Regions from separate parts of the Mus musculus genome. Here regions 2 and 3 are each linked to region 1. A link is a contact called in public HiChIP or PLAC-seq and capture Hi-C data. All regions are on one chromosome and are shown on one strand. The core of a region is the stretch at or near the end of the contact, and the rest is flanking DNA. Distances in the headings are between cores, read along the strand shown. Region 1 has its middle 27 kb from the start of Gm32990. Region 2 has its middle 87 kb from the start of 4930526H09Rik. Region 3 has its middle 40 kb from the start of 4930526H09Rik.

Evidence for each region. HiChIP or PLAC-seq counts read pairs in DNA pulled down with a chosen protein or histone mark. Capture Hi-C pulls out chosen DNA fragments and counts their contacts.
Region 2: an H3K27ac HiChIP or PLAC-seq map of embryonic fibroblasts shows a contact between it and region 1, with 7 times the contacts expected there. The contact joins two enhancer-like sites. A contact is called at or near these places in 1 of 484 Hi-C or Micro-C datasets (bone marrow-derived macrophages) and 1 of 115 datasets of contacts at active chromatin or transcription factors (embryonic fibroblasts).
Region 3: a contact with region 1 is called in a capture Hi-C map of bone marrow-derived macrophages, with 16 times the contacts expected there. The contact joins two enhancer-like sites. A contact is called at or near these places in 1 of 15 datasets of contacts at CTCF or cohesin (the NIH/3T3 cell line), 3 of 484 Hi-C or Micro-C datasets (bone marrow-derived macrophages, muscle stem cells and nephron progenitors), 1 of 115 datasets of contacts at active chromatin or transcription factors (bone marrow-derived macrophages) and 1 of 9 other capture datasets (bone marrow-derived macrophages).

Annotation. Positions count from the first base shown.
Region 1 is chr13:110,539,089-110,543,998 of GRCm38.p6, forward strand. No RefSeq gene overlaps it. Among named protein-coding and RNA genes, the nearest start is that of Gm32990, 27 kb to the right of the region's middle. Within about 2 kb of position 2,698, at least 74 of the 459 cell types and tissues checked have an H3K27ac peak or open chromatin away from gene starts, as enhancers often do. A contact at or near this core is called in the NIH/3T3 cell line, bone marrow-derived macrophages and embryonic fibroblasts, where this site is marked.
Region 2 is chr13:110,988,818-110,993,727 of GRCm38.p6, forward strand. No RefSeq gene overlaps it. Among named protein-coding and RNA genes, the nearest start is that of 4930526H09Rik, 87 kb to the left of the region's middle. Within about 2 kb of position 2,509, at least 14 of the 459 cell types and tissues checked have an H3K27ac peak or open chromatin away from gene starts, as enhancers often do. A contact at or near this core is called in embryonic fibroblasts, where this site is marked.
Region 3 is chr13:110,941,625-110,946,534 of GRCm38.p6, forward strand. No RefSeq gene overlaps it. Among named protein-coding and RNA genes, the nearest start is that of 4930526H09Rik, 40 kb to the left of the region's middle. Within about 2 kb of position 2,642, at least 38 of the 459 cell types and tissues checked have an H3K27ac peak or open chromatin away from gene starts, as enhancers often do. A contact at or near this core is called in the NIH/3T3 cell line and bone marrow-derived macrophages, where this site is marked.

The DNA of each region.
Region 1 (4,910 bases), core at 1,448-3,947:
AGCCTGAGGACCAGGAGACAAGCTTTGAAATGGGGTATATTGGATATGACACAGTGCTTCACCCACAAAATCATAACACGGTGGCTGCCTAAGCATGACCTGCCCAATGGCACAAGTTGACATACCAACACAGACAGTGTAAATATCACAAGGCCTCACCCCTAAATGAGCTACAGACAATTAATTGCTACTAAGAGAGGGATTATCTGTCTTCTCTGGGAAAGAGCTTTGATGGATCATCCAATCCTACTTGGTTGCCCTTAAACAAATAATTCCTAGTGAGCAACACTAAATGGACTCAGCTGGCTGTACATACACACACACACACACACACACACACACACACACACACACACACACAGAGGCATATGTCACAAAAATAAAGAAGAGGCCAAGAGTTTCCATGGTCGTGGGAGGCCTGGGGTGAGCAGAGTCGAGAGCTCTGGGGATGGAAAGGATGTAAATACAGTATTCATGTCTTGATTTTCAATAAACTAAAAAAAAAAAAAAAAAAAAAAAAAAAGAAAAAAGAAAGAAAATTTTCATTAAGACCAATGTGGTACACAGCTACAAGGAATGGCAGTCTTTTCATATTCACATCTGTAAATATGAAGTACTTATCATTCTATTTGAGAATACTGTGACTTCAAATTCCACTGAAGTTAAAAATACTGAAAATAATGATTAATCAAAAGAGTAAATATGTATGTGGGAACAAAGCGCTTATAAAGCAAACCCACTTTGTGTGGGTTCTGTGTCTGTGAATATGCTCAACCCAACCTTCATAGGTATTTGCATGATTTAACCAAATAACACATACCATCATTAAAAATTTTACATTGATATGCATGGGAGGTTTATTTTAGTACACAGTCACATATTGTGACATGCCTTTTACTGGGGTTGTTATTGTATTTTGGTTTTGATAACTAAATCAGTGAACTAGAGAAATGTGGCAATTAGCAACTTCACATTGACCTTTGTTCATCTGGGCATCCGTTAATTTATGCAAGGCTTCAATTCTGCTACAAGGTTGACTATCAGTTCGCTGTGTGAGAAGAAGTGTTGTGAATTCATGTGTGGGGGAGCTTGGCCTTGTTGGAAAACCCTGCTTTGTGTTTTAGGTTGAAGGTCAGGGAGCTTTATCTAATAACCACTTAGATTTTGTTTTTCAGAAAATACATATAGATAAGTGAGTAGAAAAGTATGTGTTGATATTTGGAATAATGAGTTTGTTTACTTATTATAATAAAGCTCAGCTGATCATTGGTATCAATAACCCTGCTACATAAGGCCACTCTAGGAAAACCAATACAATCAGTTGATGGGGCATGGATATACTCCTTTGGTTATAAAAGTTATACTTCTGAGGATATGTTAGAATGCTGTGATTCTTCTAATTACCATGTTACCATCAGTAAATTAATTTGTTTTTAACATTGGACAGTTCACTCTAATTTTACTTTGGAAAACTTGGACTCTTTCTGAGCATGCCACAGGGCAGCTGGAAGAGCATTCGACTTAATGAGGTGAACTCCCGCACACAGAGGTCTTCACGTGTGTAATGATGATCTTTAAATACAGCTTTCATCACCTCTACATCTCTGTGACATCCTGATGTCATTTGTTCCTTCACGTCCTTTTGTTCTTTCTTTATGCTACGTGTGACTAATGCGATTCAAATATGCCTGTAGCCATGGAAACTATACGAAGGCGGAAATGTGAGTGTACTCATTTGCAGGCCTCCACATCACCCAGCCAGCTTCTCCGTCACTGAAATATGCTTTATGAAACTATTGGACACAAATAACTGTGGCTATGTCTGATATTCCACAGTAACTCGTTCCTTTTTAAAAGTGATAGTATTTGTGTTAGGAATCACTACTTGTCCATACTGCCTTGAGGTCATGTGGGGGAGTCCACCAACCTCAGTCATACAGTTAGATGTGTGATTTCTGTGAAAATGCTAAGAACTGACAGGGCATATATAGTAAGCACATGCTTGTCGAGCCACAGTTGCTGAGTGCCAGTGAATGGAACTCAATTGGTGCCAGTCGCCATTTTGAGATCTTGATTTATCTTTCATAGCTGCCAAAGTGAAGATATATTGTTCTCCGTCCATTTTAATTAAGGTCCCTTTTTTATTTGCCTACTAGGTGACTTTTATCCATTCTCTGTACTTATCACATTTGATTTTATTTCATCTATTTGTTTCTGTCAGTCTGTTTTCCTTTCTTTTTGCTTTTATTTCTAACTCATGGAGTCGTTAACTGGCAGAATTGGAGAGGAACACAGACGATACAGTTTAACACATGCATTTTATAACTGTGACAAGCCCAGCCCCCCAGTAGAACAGCCAACTCATAATCTTCCCCTTTGATCACAGGCACACTAAGCATACATGTCCCAGAATAAACTCTGACATCTCTGCAAAAGTGTTCCTCCCACAGCGCTTCTGATATAACAAATGTTGTAAGCCTGCACTCAAATGCTTAGGCCAAAATTCCCCCAGGCCATCCCTGAGTCTTGGTTTCCTCTCCTAGCCTGGCACCCAACCTATCAGCCAGGCTCAATTCAGGTCTCATCTCAACACAATGCCATCTTCCTAAGATCCCTGACTCCCACTCCACAACCTACTCTGTCCTCACCATGAATCATCTATGCGGAGCTACTGTGATTGGCAGAATCACTGTCAGCATGCTATGACGTAAGTCCCTTGAGGACAAGAGCTTTGCATATCTTGTTTCCTATGGTACCCTTAGCTTTAGAATAATCCTGGAACACAGAAAATGCCCAGTCATAATATAACTGGAAAAAAAAAAAAAAAAAAAAACAGTCCATGTATCTTAGCTGAGTCACTGAGCTGTAGTATCATGTGACTGTGGAGTGGCAAAGCTGAGAAGAGACAGTGAGGGTGCTCTACTTCCCCAGCATGCTCCCTATAATTAGCTGCCTCTCCTTGCTTTGTTTTTTTCTCCTAAAGCCTTAAGCATCTTGTACCATAGAGTATTTCCAACCCAAAGAAGGACCTACATGTATGTAGTTAGTTTTATGCAGTGTTCCTGGTTTCTTTCTTATTTTCTTGGTGTTCCTTTAACTTTGCAAGACCCTATGAGTTAGTTCTTCCTAAAAGCCAGTGACTATGCTCTTTTCCTTTAGAAGCAAACCGTTCTCATATTCCAACCTTTCTTTGGTCATTCAATGCCCAGTCCATCAGTGAGTAGGAGATAGCTCTGAATAAAAACCTTAAAATAATACAAACTAGAGTTGTTTATTAAGGTAGGCTTGGACCATGCCTCCCCCCTGCCCCCTGTATTTCAAGAATTTTTTGCAGTTGGCAGAATTTGAGATCTTGTGATTAGTAGGTCTGAGATGACCATTTTCTTAACACCTGTTGCCTAGGGACTACACTCAACTCCAAAAAGCCACTCCTCTAAAGCAGCTGTCCACATAGCTGTGGTGAAATGGAAGCCATGGGGACGATATCCTTCTTGATTTATTTCTCTAAAGCTAGGTGGTAAAACTCGCTGAAGAGTTAAGATGACTTAGACACCATCAGAAAGCACTCTTTGTGCAATGAACAGTGCTTAGCACACAAAAGACCTCACAACTGATCAACATGCAGAGAACGTGTCAGTAGAGTGCCTAGCCACAAATGGAACAACTATATCACAGCCCCTACACAAAAGCTCTAGGACCATCATGAACAAGGACTGGAAGAGATTGCAAGAGCCAGAGCTTAGGGGAGACCAGAGTGATGCAATGTATTCTGGACATGAAAGAACCACTGTACTCAGGAACTCACAACAGCTGCGCTTGCGTGCACAAAGCCTTCCAAAGATCCAGTCAACATTCTACCATGGAGAGAAAAAAGATCCATATGCCCAAACTCCTAAGTGGGGAGATGGGGTCTATGAACACTTGAGGGTTCTAAGAAAGAGAGGGTTAGTTTCCTTTAAAGCTGTGACTCCTATTAGGGCAATTACTCTGTAGTGAGTAACCTAATCCCCAGGCATACACATGCAGCATAAACTGGACTCAGTGAATGTTAAAAAATAAAGGACAGGAAGTTGAGTGGATATGATGAGGCAGGTCTGGGAGAATGGATATGATATGAATACGTTATATGACAGTCTCAAAGAATGAATGAACTTTTAGATGAGAGGTGAGTTGACTAGCCAGCCAGACCAGCTCATTTTGGCCACCTTCGCCTTCACCACTCACAGGAGTGCCAGCTCATATTGCAAGCTTGGCTCCACACCAGAGACATCAGTGTACCTGTAACTTCTGTTCCCATTTGAATTTCCAAGCAGTAGGATGCTAGAGGTGGTCAGACAGTGTAGTCAGTTTTATCATAGTCCTGGTACTTGTAGCAAAATAGGTTTCAACACTGGTGTTGTTTCCCTTCTTTCCAGCATCTCCATTAAGTGTGAAGAGGAGAAGCAACTTGTCTGGGCAAGGGCTTCCACGGGCTGATGAGCCTCAGAGGATCTGGGGCTTACTTTTAATTGTATGACCTTTGAGGGTCTGAGATAATCATGAGGAATATCGTAACTTATTTGGCCAAGAAATTTATTTTCATGCCCTGAGCGTTGGCTGACATTCATTGACATTCCCCATATGGTAATTTACTGCCAGAATGCTTTCTGATTGGTGGGTGTCTGGCAGACATCTACATATTTTTAATGTCATTCTTGCTCTGGAGCTGTCATGGTCAATAATGGCTTCATATTAGAATCACCTGCTGAAACTATTTTGGTAGCTAGTATCTGTGTCACTAGGTCTCATAAGCAGAGAGAGGAACACAGCTTCATCCCTCATGTCATGGAAATGACATAGGAATAATCACCATTCGTGTGTGCTTGCATGGGGTATTCTATAAGATACAAGGAGTTTCAAATGACATCTTA
Region 2 (4,910 bases), core at 1,259-3,758, 450 kb after region 1:
GCATGAGGGCCACTGAGTCAACCTCGAGGAGCTTAGCTACACGTCAACAGAATTATACTGCCTTCTTGATGATCCAAAGGAGACTTGCTTCCCTCCCATCTTCCTATTTCTAGACACCAGCTGCATTCCTTGGCTCTTGGCCCCAGCTCTATCTCTACAAGGCAAGGCAATCCTCTCTATGAAATGCACCCTTGCAGGACCCACCTGTATAACTCCGGCTAACTTCACCATTGAGGAATCAACTGCTTGATAACTTTTATCTCATCAAAAACTTCATCTTTTGTCATAGAGCCTAACATGGTCAGTGGCTCCAGGGACTTGGATATAGAAACTGGGGCAAGGGCATTATTACGACTACTAGTGTTTATCATCGATGGCTCTTAGCATAAAGCCTCCAAGGTAGCAATAGCCAATTGATGGAAACTAATTAACAAATGTATCTTTCAATGCCTCCTTCAGGATGTTTTCCTCTGTCTGCCTGCCTAACTCACTTTTGAAGAGTTTAAAATTAGCATCTCTCTGAGGACTGGAAGGAAGGAAAACCTGAAAGCAGAACAATATTCATTTCCAGGTCTGAATATTATCATCTATATCTCAAGATGTAGAGGAGTCTCCTCTTAAGCTGCATTCTAGGATATGAGAAATATCACACATAAAGGTGTGGAGCTCGTTAGGAGGGAAGGATACTTTTGGTCTGACTGGACTTTTGCTACTGAGTTCTACTTACTAGTGTTGAAATTTCCTCCACCTCTAACATGACTGTCCTCTGAGAGGCTTCACACAAAAGCTGACTCAGATACAGACACTCACAGCCAAACAGTGGGTGGAGTTGGGGGACTCTCAAGGAAGAACACAGGGAAAGATTGTGGGCCCCAAAGGGAATAGGAACTCCACAGGAAGACAAACAGAGTCAACTACCCTGGACCCTTGGGCTTCTCAGAGACTGAGCTACCAACCAAAGAACATATACAGACTGGACCTAGGTCTCCTCACATATATGTAGCAGATATGCAGCTTGGTCTTCATGTGGGTCAGGAACAACTTGAGCAGGGTAAAAAGCTGTTCCCTGTCAATGGGATATGTTCTTCTAGCTGGGCTGCCTGGTCTGCCTCAGTGGAAGAGGATGCACCTAGCCCAGAAAACACTTGATGTAGCAGGGTAGCTGGATACCCAGAGGAGCCCTAACCACTCAGATAAGAAGGGAGGAGGACGAATTATGGGAGAAGGTGCCAGGAGGGGGTGTAGTAAGCAGGATATAAAGTGAATAGATGATGGCGATGAAGATGATAGATAGATAGATAGATAGATAGATAGATAGATAGATAGATAGATAAGAAGGAAGAAAGAAAGAGAGAGGGGAGAGAGGGAATGAGGGAGGGAGGGAGGGAGGGAGGGAGGGAGGGAGGGAGGGAGGGAGGGAGGGAGGAAGGTCCTCCACCTTAATCCAGAGAACCAAAATGGAAGTTAAACCTTCTGACCAATGTTAACCAATGTTAAAATAAGTTTTAAGTGCATTGTCAAGAACCTGTGTAAGATTCAAAGTCAGACCATCATAACATGGGAAGCAAACAGCAAAGTTCTTTGACCACTCTCCTGCTATTGCCCGTCACCTTGTCCCTGATACACTTTATTTTATACTAGTGATTCTATGCCTTTTCTGCTACTTCATGAGCTTCATACAAGCAGTGCTCATTTGTCTTCTAACTCGTCATTGTAACTCAGTCCTTGGCACACATTAAGTGGCATATGACTGTCCAACTATTATTCATGTTCATACTGAGGGAGAGTCAGCGTTCATGTGAACTGCATGAATGCACACATTCACGTTAGATTTGGGGGATGCATACTTCTATGAGGTTCCTGGGTGGTAGCCTTTGAATATGATCCTTTGACTCATGTACAGACTTCTAGATTATCTCAGACACACAATTGTTTTTCAGCTAACTGAAACAAACTGTAGCTTCCCACACAATGAAATAAGAACTCTGCACATCACCGCTGTGCTCTGAAAACTGTCACTGTGGTGCTGACAAAGCTGAGGCAGATGGAAAATTTCCCTTTAGTGTATCTTCACCAAAAAGCAAAAGGTTGATGTTATATGAGAACATAGTGTAGGCATGATTCACAACTTGTATTCATTTAATGTTGACGTCAGGTTTTTTTTTCTTAAATTCTAACTCCTTTGCATTTGTGAATAATTGGGTGCAATTATTGTGTGACTCATCCTAAAATCAACTCCAAACACTTTATGCTTTCAAAGCTATCCTAGCTGTTCGTCATGAGCTGATTTTTTTCACAGTATTGTTGAGTAATTCCTAATTTTTCATAAATAGGTTGCTGAGAGACCTACTTATTAAATTTTGCTCCAATCAGGGGACAAGAGCTTTGATTCTAGAACATGAAAAAATGGGAACACAAGTTAACAAGTAAGTTACATGGAAACACTGGTAAGAACAGCCTTGGTACTGTTCTGGTGCCCACAGGAATGTCCCTTCTAAATTTTAGCCCATGGGTCACGTGACCCCAGAGTATGAATCCAGAGCATGCTGCCTTTCTGGAGCATGGCGTGAGTGTGAGAGTCTCAGTCACCCCAAGCAAGGTAACTTTCTTGAGACTTGAACAACCACACTAAATCCTGGGTTTTCATGGTCCTCTCCTGCTGGTGTATGAGCAAGAAGCCTGCTCCATGTATCTTGTACATTTGGGTACACTGCCTCACCAAACTCAGACACGCTGGTCACCACAGCATAGGGAACTTGCTCCAGTAGCTGCCAACTGAATTCCAGCTGATGTTTTGACATATTAGAATACAGGGTCTGTAAGAATCCTAGCGGCAATTGTATCTACAGTCTTACATTGTATACACTCAAGAGTAGAGAGCCTTGGGTTCTTGAAGCAGAGTTTCTGAGTGTGCCTCCCATTTTAGTTACTTGCTAGTTGCATGAAGTCTGGCAGAGATCCTCAATCTATCTTTATGCTCCCATAAAATGGGAGTGAGCTGAGATCACAAGCCACCTTACTGAAATGTTGGAAAGATGAAATAAATCCACAAACAAATTGAAATGCAGGACATAGCACAGAGTGTGTCCATTGGCTGGCGTTGTTACTACTACTTGCATCCATTCCAACTCTCATGATACCTTCTCACCTTCCTCAGATCGCCTCATCCCGTTCTAACTGGCATCCAGAATACAGAATACACCTCAGCACACAGCTGTATCCCAGATCGATACGGCTGACTCAGGCGTGCCTGACCACAGACACTGAGAGGACTCCCAGCATCATGAGGTTAACATGTCAGCAGAAATCTTGATATCTTCCCCCCATAATATCCACTATTTTTCCTGCATCTCATATGGTAAACATTGTCATAAGCTCCATTCCTCAAAGCCGAATATTTCAAAATAATATTTTATTCCCACCACCAAACAATGCTATCAGTTCTCCTCAGTCTTCCTGTGGCCTACTGACAGCCTTACCTAATACAACTAGAGTTCCTCCTTGGGCCTAAAAGAGTTCCACAACTCCTGCCCCATAGCTCTACTGCAAACTCAGTGCAGTCCTTATGGGCCCAGGCATGATCCCTACAGTCTCAAAACCTCTGAAACTACATTTCCTTCCAACCTCCTGTTCTTCCCTCAGATATCTATGTATTTGGGTCTTTCTTGTCATTAAATTCTCCAAGTTTCTCCCTCAGAAGTCACCATTCCCATTGCTACAGTTATTTCCTATTAGATAATGTGATGAAACTATTTTATATATCACACTTACCGACTATTTTTTTTTTGCTTACCTGCTTTTGAGTTTTCTGTGCTAGAGCCTACAATAGACCCAAACATGTAAGAGAGCATAAGAGCACTACGGATCTCACTGGCAATTTTGTCTATAATATTAAATTATCTATGGCTACTTTTATGGGTGAAGTGATTTTGACTATATTTAAAATTTGGGGGCACAGCTCTTGACTAAAAGTCCTTGTAATGAAAGGAACAGCCATCCCTTATGTATCCATATTCTAATGTCTAAAACCTGTGAATATACCATCCAGGATAAAAGGCCATTTGCAGGTGTGTCAAGTAAAGAATTCTTTCAGAGATTTTCTTGGATCAGTATCTGGATCCAATTCTGGACCCAGAGTTAAAAACAACAACAAAAAAAAGGCAAGATTTTTTTTGTTTGATTTGCTTTGGTTTGGTTTGTGGTTTGGTTTGATTGTTTTTTTTTTTTTTTTTTTTCCCTCTCTGAGAGGAAACAAATGGAACCATCTGGGAGATGAAAGCAGAAGCTGGGAATAGCCAAGTCCTCTTTGGGAATCCAGGATTGGGGGTAAACCAAAGAATCCAAGCAGCCTCTGGAAGGTGAAAGGGCGAAGATATAGATCCTTCCCTAGGGCTTCCAGGAGTGGCTTTGTTGACACCAGGTTTTAGCCTCGTGAAACTAATTTTGGACTTTTAACCTCCACAACCAGAAATCTAAGGAATTTTTGATGCTTTCAAGCATGATGTTTACAGTAATTTGTTAGAGTAGCTGTGAGAAATTAATTCAGGGTTAGGGAAATGAATCAGAGGGTAAGAGGGTTTGCAGAATAAGGCTGAGGATTTGAATTCAAATCCCTAACACCCACATAAGAAGCTAGGTATGTAGCTGTCACCACAACATATTCATGAAATGGAGACAGGAGAATCACTGAAGCTTCCTGGTTGCCAAGCAAGCTTCAAGTTCAGTGAGAACCCTGTGGTGGCTTGAGAGAGAATGGATTTAATAGGCTTATAATGCTTGGTGGTAAAACTGTTTGGGAAGGGATAGATAGATAGATAGATAGATAGATGATAGATAGATAATGAGAGATGAAACATAAGTAGAAGATAGATGATAGATAGATAGATAGATAGAGAGATAGAGAGATAGAG
Region 3 (4,910 bases), core at 1,392-3,891, 400 kb after region 1:
TTAAATCTAGTTTTCTTTTGGCCAAATTTCACTTACCAAAATGTAATATGTCATTAATATCACATCTGTCTGTCCCAGTGATTACTACTGACACAGCATAAAGGGCAAGCTAAAAATAAAGCAGACGTAAGGCTCCATCAGTCACCAGCTTGCCTCCCTAGAGCTATTTTAAGCATGAGCCTCCTCTCTGCAGGATCTCTTGACCTCAGAGAGGGAGAAGTCATAGAGTTCAAGTCATGGGTGGCAGTGATTCATCCAGACTTAGTAATCCTTTTCCTCAGTAGTCCACTTGTATGCTTATGACCACTATCACAAATAAGAAATAACTTGTAAAGCTCAAGTTGAAAGTACCCAAGGAGCTAAAGGGGTCTGCAACTCAATAGGAGGAACAACAATATGAACTAACCAGTACCCCTAGAGCTTGTGACTCTAGTTGCATATGTAGCAGAGGATGGCCTAGGTGGCTATCAATGGGAGGAGAGGCCCTTGGTCTTGCAAAGATCATATGCCCCAGTACAGGGGAATGCCAGGGCTAGGAAGGGGGAGTGAGTGGGTTGGGTAGCAGGGCAGGGGGAGGGTATAGGGGACTTTCAAAGAGGAAACTAGGAAAGGGGGTAGCATTTGAAATGTAAATGAAGAAAATATCTAATAAAGAAAAAGAAATACAAAAAATAAGTTTCTTAAGGTAAACATCTAAAAGTCTTTGGCTTGCCGTCAAGGATCAAAAGGTATTTTTCAATGTTTCACTAATAATCAATACACGAAAAATATCTTAATACCCCAATAAAGTAGAGTTAAGACAATGACCCCGATTAGATGGACCATGTTCCAGGACAGCCCCAAGGATATGTGGACAAAGCAAAATAGACTCAATGAGTTAAAGAGAGAGAGGAGAGTTGATGAAATTGGGTGGATCTGTGAAGAGTTGGCCAAATATAGTGTACAAAATTCTCACATAATTAGGTGTGATGGCGCACACCTTTAATCCCAACACTCAGGAGGCAGAGGCAGGCAGATTTCTGAGTTCGAGGCCAGCCTGGTCTACAAAGTGAGTTCCAGGACAGCCAGGGCTACACAGAGAGACCCTGTCTCAAAAAAACAAAAAACAAAAAAAATTAATAAAATGTTATTTCATGGAGAAAAGGAAAATATTATTTGAGGAAGAAAAGATAGTAGTGGAAGTATGAATATAATAAGATAAATATCATACATGTGTCAATGTCATGATGAGTCTCACTGTTTGATACAACTAATAGACAGGAGTTACAAAGGAAAAAATATTTTAAAAATCCTTCTGAACTCTTTGGAATCATATGAGCAATCTAAGGAGGAAGTCCGGTCTATTTTCAGCCCCAAATTAAATATGGCCAATTTAAAATTAATTGACACAATATTTATAAATAACTCAAGACTCATCCGAGGTGGCAACACTTCCTCCCTATGCTCCATCCTCTCAAGTGTTCGAAGCTTACATTAAGGCCTCCAAATTGAGCAATCTTGCTGAATCATTAATGTTACCCTTTTGACTCACAAGAAGACACAAGGATTTGACAAAAATATTTACAAGCTTGCCTTCCTGAACCCATACTCCTGCTGTGGGGTCAGATCTCAACTTCATGATAGTTTTAGAAAACTATTTCTGGCATACCTGATCATGGTTAGTGACTTCAAGTCACATTGGCACAGAAAGGGGACTTCCCTTCTTACAGAGGAGCAGTGACATTATCGAACAGAACTCCATCTCCCCCACCCCATCTGTCTTGATCATCATGTTTCCCTTGATAGTCATTCACACAGATCCTTCATCTTATGAGAACTCTGGATTTCAGGCTGACTGTTAAACTTGGAAGGAAATTAGAGATCATAAAAACCCATGGTCTCTTCTCTCACTTGAAAAGCAGTGCTGGGTTGTGGGGGAGGCGCAGCTTTGTGTATAATTAGCAGTGATTCCTCCCTCTCTAGGTCTCCTTAAACTTGTGTGTTTCAGTTTCTTTTCTCCAGTACTCTAGAGATCATGTCAAAAAGAATCCCGGTAGATGACACAAAATTGTTTTTCATGGGTTCATTCATTTTCTCATTGAATAATATTTGGCACGACTGTGTGAAAGTTTCTGCTCAATCTACTATCTACATAGCAAGAAACACTGGCAGAATTTCTGCTTTCCAAAGTCTTAGTTGATTAAGTTACACGAACAACAGGAAAGGCTACCGTGAATGGTATGATATTTGTATATGGTAGATCAACAGGAGCAAATAAGAGAAATTGGTAGAACGAAGAGAGAAGATATTTCTAATCTGGGTTTGTTTACAAAGGAAAGCCTTCTGGGGTGGGTAATAGCCAGTCTATGACTTGAGTGAGCAGTTAAAAGTTTAAAAAAAAATGAAGAGACAAAGAGAAAGTGTCCAAAGAAAATCTTCACAACCCAGAAGGAACTAAAACAAGGCAGATCTGATGAAATACCACCTATTTCATCTAGTGGAGCCCAGGTGATCTAGGGCAGAATGGCGACACATGAAGCTGGAGAAACAGTCAAAGCCAGAATATACCAGCATTATTAAAAACAGTCATAAGGAGCTTAGACTTTTGTCTAAGAATTTCAGAACACAGTCAGGAATGTTAACATCTGGCAAAGATTACCGTGGTTAGATTGGGAAAGACATAATTTATGACAAGGAAGTCGGGGAGAGACAATTCAGACATGGAGACAAGCAACGGGCAGTCTGAATTAAAATATATCTCAGAAATATTTGTGCAGCTGAACCACAGGACTTTGGCTATACCAGGGCAAATGGGAATACACAAGGACCTGTCTCCTTCTACATTGTCCTCATTGCCTCCCTGCCTGTAAATCAGATAGATCACAGACCAAGCTCCCAAAGTGCTAAATTGAAGTCTGGAGGCTTTAAAGAAGGAAGGCTATGAAAAACTTCCTCTCTCACTAGTGCTCAGATGAAAAATTACTATATTTCAATCATTAGTCCAGACCCTGAACATCTAAATAGAAAGAGCACAGTGCCCATGTGTAAAGATTCCTATTTGGTAAGGCGTGATAGTCATGTAAACACATAGATAGAAAGCTGTGCTGGAAGTGTGCAAAGCCAAATCGGCCCACCAAGGAAATCACGAGGGATTGTGCGGGTGACTTCAACAAGAGCTTCTGATCTCATTTAGGAAAACTAAGCAGGACTTTCACATTCAGTGGAGGAGGAAGGTGGGGAATGGAGGAAATGAAAGTGTGTAGATAATAACATGGTTTCTGAGTGAGAGATACAGTCCACACTGTAAAAGAGAAGCCAGATATAGGAAGTTAAACATTGTGATCAAGGTCAAGAGGTTTATGGGTATGTCCTAAATGGGTATGATGTGACGGGTGTGTTAAGAAACTTCGATTTTAGCTATTAAACAGTGAAAAGAGTGAAAACAGCAAAAGAAAAGTCTCAGAGAAACCATTTATAGTTTAGATACTGATGCCATGTTTGAACAGGGGATAAGGTTTGAGGGAAGATATCGGAAAGCAAGGTGCAAGTCAAGAGGTTCTTAAATTTATGTAAAAAGGATCATGATGGGAGTCTACCCATGCGTGATAAGGGGTGATTCAGAGCAAAAGAGGGGGAGCTTCTTAGAAGAAAATGTTGAAAAAATATTCTAAGAAATAGGACTGCTGTTGGCAAAGGAGCTGGGAAAAGTAAAAATAGTTTCTTCCTGGAGTGACTGGCGAGACGGAAGCACTGAAATAGGGATTAATGAAGATAATCACTTTGCACTCTGGATTCTACTTCTATGCAGATAGCATGTACCTGGAGCTCAACATGATCTACACATAGGAGTCCAGATCACCGTCATCCAAAAAAGTCAACTTCCTTAGGAACAATTAGACTTGTCTACTTGGTTATTAAATAATAAATTGATCTATTAATTTGATTTAAAAAATACGTTGCTCCAAAACATACTTAGTAGTTTCAGGATGCTTTAGAGTATAACAGAAAGAAGTATAAAAGGAACACGTCATAAAAATATTAACACATAAGAGAGGAAATGAGAAAGTGCCTACTAATAAACAGGAGAAATCATATGACAACTTCAGAGTGAAACAATCAGAAGTCAGGAGAGCAGTGACCTTGAAGAATAAATCCAGTAAAATATGGGCTACAGATAGCCTTTGATCCACCACTGAAAACCTTATAAATAATAGTAGTGATCAAAGCAGCTTTAAAGTAGACAAAAACGGAAATAGGTCACCTAAGCCACCCTTGGTATTTACCTGTGGTTGACACACTAGACATTCCAAACAAAGGTTTCTTGTGCCCTAGATTGGGGAAGAAAGTATAATTAAATCAGTAATTATTGAATGGTTTCCTCAGAAATGCAGTAAGAAATACAATCAAGGTGTTCCTTGCTGTTCTTTTGAACCCAGATACTCTGTGATCGTTGGATGCCCAGTATTCCTCTGAGATGCAGACTGCTTCAAAATCACCTTCCTCACGAAATCTGTCGGAGCTAAAAGTTTAAAGAGAGTTCAGTTACAGAGAGGCTTAATAGATATTTGATTTCTGTGTATTAGAAATCAAGTAGATGGAATACAGACAGTGAGAAACACCAGCTTGTTGGGTTGGGTATAGCCTGAGCATTCCCAAGAAACAATTGTGTTTTACTTTGTCCCAGGAAGGCATGGCTGAGAGATCGTGGAATCTTTGGGATATTAAATCTAGTTAGAAGTTCTTGAGTATCACAGGATTAAGAGTTGAGCTGTGGATGGTTATGTTTATTATTTTATGTCTTGTTTGTTTGTTTGTTTGTTTGTTTGTTTTTGTTTTCTGAGACAGGGTTCCTCTGTATAGCCCTGGATGTCCTGGAACTCACTTTGTAGACCAGGCTGGCCTCAAACTCAGAAATCCGCCTGCTTCTGCCT